Linked DNA regions of Mus musculus: region 1 is linked to region 2. The links are chromatin contacts, called in public ChIA-PET maps. All regions are on one chromosome and are shown on one strand. The core of a region is the stretch at or near the end of the contact, and the rest is flanking DNA. Distances in the headings are between cores, read along the strand shown. Region 1 has its middle 32 kb from the start of 9130015A21Rik. Region 2 has its middle 89 kb from the start of Mir680-3.

What was found. ChIA-PET counts read pairs in DNA pulled down with a chosen protein or histone mark.
Region 1: a contact with region 2 is called in an REV-ERBa ChIA-PET map of liver, with 16 times the contacts expected there. The contact joins two enhancer-like sites. A contact is called at or near these places in 4 of 484 Hi-C or Micro-C datasets (granulocyte-monocyte progenitors and liver) and 5 of 115 datasets of contacts at active chromatin or transcription factors (a colorectal cancer cell line, hepatocytes, liver and 1 more).

Annotation. Positions count from the first base shown.
Region 1 is chr12:35,661,748-35,664,828 of GRCm38.p6, reverse strand. No RefSeq gene overlaps it. Among named protein-coding and RNA genes, the nearest start is that of 9130015A21Rik, 32 kb to the left of the region's middle. Within about 2 kb of position 1,553, at least 4 of the 459 cell types and tissues checked have an H3K27ac peak or open chromatin away from gene starts, as enhancers often do. A contact at or near this core is called in hepatocytes and liver, where this site is marked.
Region 2 is chr12:35,282,487-35,285,609 of GRCm38.p6, reverse strand. No RefSeq gene overlaps it. Among named protein-coding and RNA genes, the nearest start is that of Mir680-3, 89 kb to the right of the region's middle. Within about 2 kb of position 1,444, at least 39 of the 459 cell types and tissues checked have an H3K27ac peak or open chromatin away from gene starts, as enhancers often do. A contact at or near this core is called in hepatocytes and liver, where this site is marked.

The DNA of each region.
Region 1 (3,081 bases), core at 304-2,803, 380 kb before region 2:
ATTGACCAAGGAGGCTGCACTTAGAGTATGCAGATTATAAAATAGCACATCAGGACTGGTGGCTGATTTGCATAATCTCAGAACTCAGGAGGCTGATGAAGGAAGATTTCCATGAGTTTGAGGTCAGCTCAGGCTTTATAGTGAGCTGTAGGCTAGCCTGGGTTGTAGACTAAGACCATGTCTCAAAACCAAAACAAAGTAAACAAACAAAGAATTAGAGATTGTGTAAGGGGAGAATATGTATCTTCTAAAATACATTTCTTACAAAGAGTATAGTAAAATTCAGTTTTCAGAAGATTATGTAGTATTTAAAGGATTACATTCAACTACTGCTATTATTAGCTATCAAAGAGTTCTATCTAAAAAATGTTACTTGTGAAAATAATGCTGACATCTTAATTTTTTATGTTTTATTTTAATTGTTTTCATTTCTTTTTTTAACCTAATATTTTTATTGATTATTTGGGATTTTCATTTAATATACCCTGATCACTTCCCAGTATTCGCAAGTACTTCCTTTAATGTATAACCCTACCACTCTAAAAAGTAAACCAAATTCCCAAACCCCCAAACCCCCAAATTATAAGTTCAACTGTATTGCCCATATAATCACTGGAACATGGTCAAGCTCCCAGCAGTTAGCTCCTTAAAGAAAACTGAGTACTTTCCCCACTCACATCCCTACCAAAAGGTGTCAGTGTAGAGAGCTCTACTTCAGCATCCTTATCACAATTTTTGTTTTCTTCACTGGCTTCCTATGTAGGCTGTTGCTTTGGGGGAGAGGGAGGAGTTATCACAGAGGCCTTCTATGAATCTCTTTCTTAACTATGAGTTTGTAGTCATTGATACCATACAGAGAGATAGTATTGCCCAGGAAAGCGCATAGTTAGTTATACATAGCAAATAGTCAGTCAGAATATGTACACAAGTAACAAAATACAGAACAAGCAGGGTGTATTTACATATTTAAGACTACAAAAATACACACACACATGAAAGAAAACAGGTCATGGAGGTGATACACAGGAGGGATTGGAGAGATAGGAATGAGAAATTGTATCATAATCTCAAAAATGTAAAAAAAAAAAAAATTAAAAACCCCAAATGTTTCTATACTATCTACCCCGGGAAGAAAGATGAAAAGGGGTTGGGGACTGTGACAAAACCAGAACAAAAAGGAGGAAAATAACAGAACAAATATAGAAGTGGGTTAGCCATGTCAAAGATTTTGTAAATCAAGAACTGGAAGTAGAAATTCAAGCTCAGTGGACAGTAGAGGTCGGCCCAAGTGTGTAGTCTTCTTGTCTCTGACAGTGTCTACACAACGCTGTACCACCAATCTCTTTCTTGAGTTTAAATTTTTTTTCCTTTCTAAAGTGTTGCATCATGCTTTTTGTAGTTGTGTTTGTCACAAAGGTTTAAGGGCTAGGAAGACAACAGAATGGTGGCTCTGTTTATTTCTAGCTGTCGTCTAAGTACCTGAAGCATAATAGGGTCAGAAGAGAGGATCCACCCTGACCTAGAATAACAAGTCACCTGATGAACTGTGCCAACAAAAACCCTTTTGCAATGTGAGCTTTGTTTCCTTATTGAGTTGTGCCCCAGGGTTTGACATCATCTACTGCTACTGTGATTTCCAGTCTCTTGTGGACTTTAGCAAGAATTCACCAAAAGCATTCTCTAATAATACAGTCAGCCTCAGGAAAGACATCTGAGCATTAATCAAAGCTGGTATGAAGGAAAAATTCTGGTAATTCTTTTAGTAGATGAGAGTATCACAGCCTGGTTTCAAATATTTCCTAGGTGGCACTGAATATGTTTAGAGAGATTTATAACACAGTAGAGGTTTTTCTTTTATGTGGAATTCCTTAACTCTCTTAAATTTCTCAGCATATATCTTTGAATATTGAAATGACAGATTATGAACTCAATTGAAGGATTTTGGAAATATGATCATGTTATTTCAAAACACTTAAATTATTTAGGGGGATGTCTTTGTTATTAATTATTATTATTATAATTTCTGGTACCCATTTCACTTATATTGATATTTATGGGTTGCGGAAAAGGTAGTTGGTTACATTATCCTTTGTTCTTGCCTTGCAAAATTCCCAAAAGCCAGTCAACATAAATTTCATTAACTTTCCCCATGTAAAGCAGAAAAAAAGTCAAGTTAAAGGAATGAAAATTGTCGCAAGAGTGTACATTTGAACTGGTGTGTGTATGTGTGTGTGTGTGCACATGCACACGTGTGCTGGTGAAAGTGCATGGAGAAGCCAGAGGTCAACACTGTGTGTCTTCTTCCATTGCTTTTGACCTTATTTTTTTTTTTTTTGAGATATGGTTTCTCATTGAAAATCCAGCTCACCCAAAGTTCGACTGGTTGACCAGTAAGCCCTGGAATCCCCTTGTCTCCTCCTCCAGGTTTGGAATTACAGCATGGGCTATCACACTCTAGTTTTCAAATGGATGCTGCATCTGAAATCATTCTTGCACAACAAGTACTTGACCTTATCTCCAGTCTATGGACCTAGTTTCTTATGAATGAATAGACACTGTGATGAAGGCAATAAGCTATTTTGGGATTGTTGGAGTAAGGGCTGGGCTCTGTGTGTAACAAGATCTTGTCTATAATCTCAGCACTCAAGAGGCTAAGACAGTAAGTAGGACTACCACGAGGCCAGCTTAGAAATCTTGTCTGAAATATCTACAGGAGATAATAAGAAATGCGTAGTCATGATAAACCTAAATCTACAGTTTTGGAGTATAATAAGCAGATTAATGGCTCCCAAAGATGTCTCAGCTCTATTTGCTAGAACTTGTTATGATAAATGGACAAAGTGACTTTGCATATGTAAATAAAGGTGAGAAGCCTAAGGAGGGAACATAGGATTATAAAAGTAAGCCTAGTTTAACTACATAAAACTTTAGACAAGATACTTTTTCTTATAAGTTAAAGAGACTCAGAGAGATGGTGAAAATGGAGAAAGATCATCATGAACTGAGAAAGGTTTGTCTCTTAGAACAGAAAACCAGTATGTAGGCTGGGCAGATGGCTCAATGTAGAAAGTTCCTTTGGCT
Region 2 (3,123 bases), core at 195-2,694:
ATGACTATGTATGCTGCATAGCACACCTATTCTAGCTCAAAAGCTTTCATTTAGTTGATTGAGATGTGCTGTCTTAGTGTGTTGGAGCTCAATTTAATTCCATGCAGCAGGATGCTCCTTGAAAGATACCAAGAATTGCCCGATAAGGCAAGTACCTCTTCCTTCTATTGCTCTTCTACAATAGCCACCCCCACTAGATATCATGGCAACCAAGTCTTAAGCCCAAAGATGAGCATATATATCAGAGATTCCCAAACTACATAGCATTCTTCACCCTTAATCTAGGGATAGCTGTAAGAAGTGTTCATGTATTTCCATTTATTTCAATTTATTTTTCAAATGAATCATAACATACATCTGCCTTAAATTCACAAGTTGTACAGCACTGGAAACTTCTAATTTCTTAAAGCATGAATATCCCCAATATGTGGTTGATGAGTTAGCATATCAAATTTGTCTGACATATTTGCTCTAAGCAGAGGGTAAAACATTTGGCATTACAAATCCTGGCTTTTGTGGAAAAGAGGATTCCCTTTGATTGCTATTCTCCTTTATTACTTATGAGGAATCACAGTTCATAAATACATTTTCTGGATGGCTTAATAACTCCACGTTTTAGTTTTAAGCCTTTGGCAGACAGGTGAAAATATCCCATGAATAAGCTGTGACTAAAGCCTCCTCTGTAGAGATGAATTCTCAGTAATTCCTACGGCAAGTCATATCGACAGCTCTCCTCTCTCACCCTGCCCTTCTTTAAGTTTGTCAAAGTGGGAATTTCTGCTGCTAACTCAGAAATTCAAATGGGAAGAGAAGTCACAGGATAGCTTTCCTATTGTGGTCATGTGAATAGAAGTCCTGGAGGCTGAACAAGACACACTGTACATTCAGAGAAAGATGCATTCTCTTGCCTTCTGGCACAGCTTGTACAGTGACTGGATGAGACCAAGGTCTTGGGAAGCCAGAGATAGCTACGTCTATTTTGGTAACACTGACATGCTCCAAGTCTACAGCGAATAGGGAATCACCCTCTTTGTGTAAATGTTTGCTTTGTTGCAAATTCTCAAGCAGAAATTAATAGCAAACATGCACCAGAAGGAGTATTAACTCAAGCATGATAAACAACTCCTAGGCAATGTTTAGACTGGCCAAAGCCATCCTATAATCATGCTAGATGATAGAACAGTGCATCTAATATCTATACACTGGGACATAAAGCAAACTAGAATCATTTATCCCTGATAAATAAGTCTGCCAGAGGAGGTAGATTAACGGGTAGATAAGTATCAAATCCCCATTGCATTCTCCTTTCTTTTTTCTCTTGGTGGTGTAGACAATTATTAATGAATCATGAATGTTTGATGTTCCTTTCCAGCAGTTACAAAACACACTTGGAACGGGTCTGGGAATTTACTTTGATCTCTTGTTTGAAGTCATACGCCAGTATTCTGGCCCCCTGTGACAACAACTATCTCAAACTCTGGGCTACTAAAGAGCTGAACTTAATCACGCAGAAGTGGTGCCAGAAGACGTTTCGAAAATGACACAGCAGTCTGCTCAAGAAACCCACAGGATCAGGGCCTTGAGCTTCTGAAGGTGAGTTGGCAGCAGGCAGCCAGCTGGCCTGAGGGTTCACTGAAGCTGTTTCACTGTCCCACAGTGTTGGACCTGAAAGCCTCAAACACAGATGGTGACAAGGTGGACAGTGTCCTACAACGTGGGTCTTTCTTTGAATAAAGCCTCAGAAATGACTTCAAGCCAAATAAAAAGCATAGCTTCTCTTTGAATTTTATTCCATTTCTGTTCTTGGATTCACAAGGGTTGTTAATCACTTTTATTTAGCAGAAATCTAATGGCAATTTCTTAATGTTTATTAATCAGAGATTCTGTACTCCATTAACAGCTCAATTAACTTCCTGAAGGTTGAACAAGGTCAATCTCTCTACCATAACACTGCTAACCAATTCCTGCAGAATAAATATTTGCTTTAAGTTTCTCTATGCCAAATTCTATGGCATCATGTTGCCTAAATCTCCTTTTGTAAATAAGATGTGCCTCAAAGAGAAAGAGATAGCAGAATTTGGTCTTGTTGACCTTTCTACACACCTTAGACCTAGAACAAAAGGTCAATCTATCCAGAAAAAAAGGTCTAGGGCATTTATGATCTATATCTAACAAGAATGTCTTAAGCCCACTGGCATAGCTTGTCTCAGATGCACCAGACCAACATGGGCTCTGTTGAGGAATTTTCTCTAGGGCACTAAATAGGTAGAGGATATGGTTTTAGTTCCCTGGATTGCTTGTTTTTCCTAATAATTCTCAAAAATATCCAGTCTACTTTCTTTTACAGACCACATATCTCCTCATTCAGGTCTCTATCCTGATTTCCTGGCAAATCTTATCGTGATAGCAGGGGCAGACAGGACAACACCCTCATAAATGTAGCACTGAATGAGCAAGGAGGAAGGACAGGGATTTTCTGGCCTTTGAGCAGAAAAAACACACACAAAACCCTCTTCTTCTTGTCTCCATTGCTCTAAAGAGAAGACATCCGCCTGAACTGTCATGGACAGACACACACGCATTATCACCACCGACTGTTAATAGTTCTGTAGAATTCTCCCAGGAAACATTAATTCTTACTTATATATAAATGACTTCTACTTTCTTTTAAACTTATTTTGACTGAAGAAAACAAAGGAAAGAGGACATTCCACAGAAAATAATGAAAAATTAGACTTTGTAGTAAATATTTCATCTGTGGGTAATGCTGTCTTCATTTTGAGACAAATACACTCAGATTCGGAGGAGTTAAGCAATACTTCCATAGGCTGTAGCTACTAAGTGGTTAAGTCTGGGATTTAAATCAACCATTTTAGCAAATTGATATTGCTTAGGTCAGCAAAGAGGATTGCAGTACACAATATTTTTAGAGTACACATACCCAATTCTCTTTGAAACATTGTAAGGAACAGAATTGGTAAATGAGAAAATAGTTTATCTAACTAGGGACTGGGTGAACAAAGGACCCAGGGATGGTGGAAATATTTATACTCTTGATCCCAAGTCAGAATATACTTAACAGAATATGTTTTTTTCCTCTATTAACCCACTGTAAGATTTAAT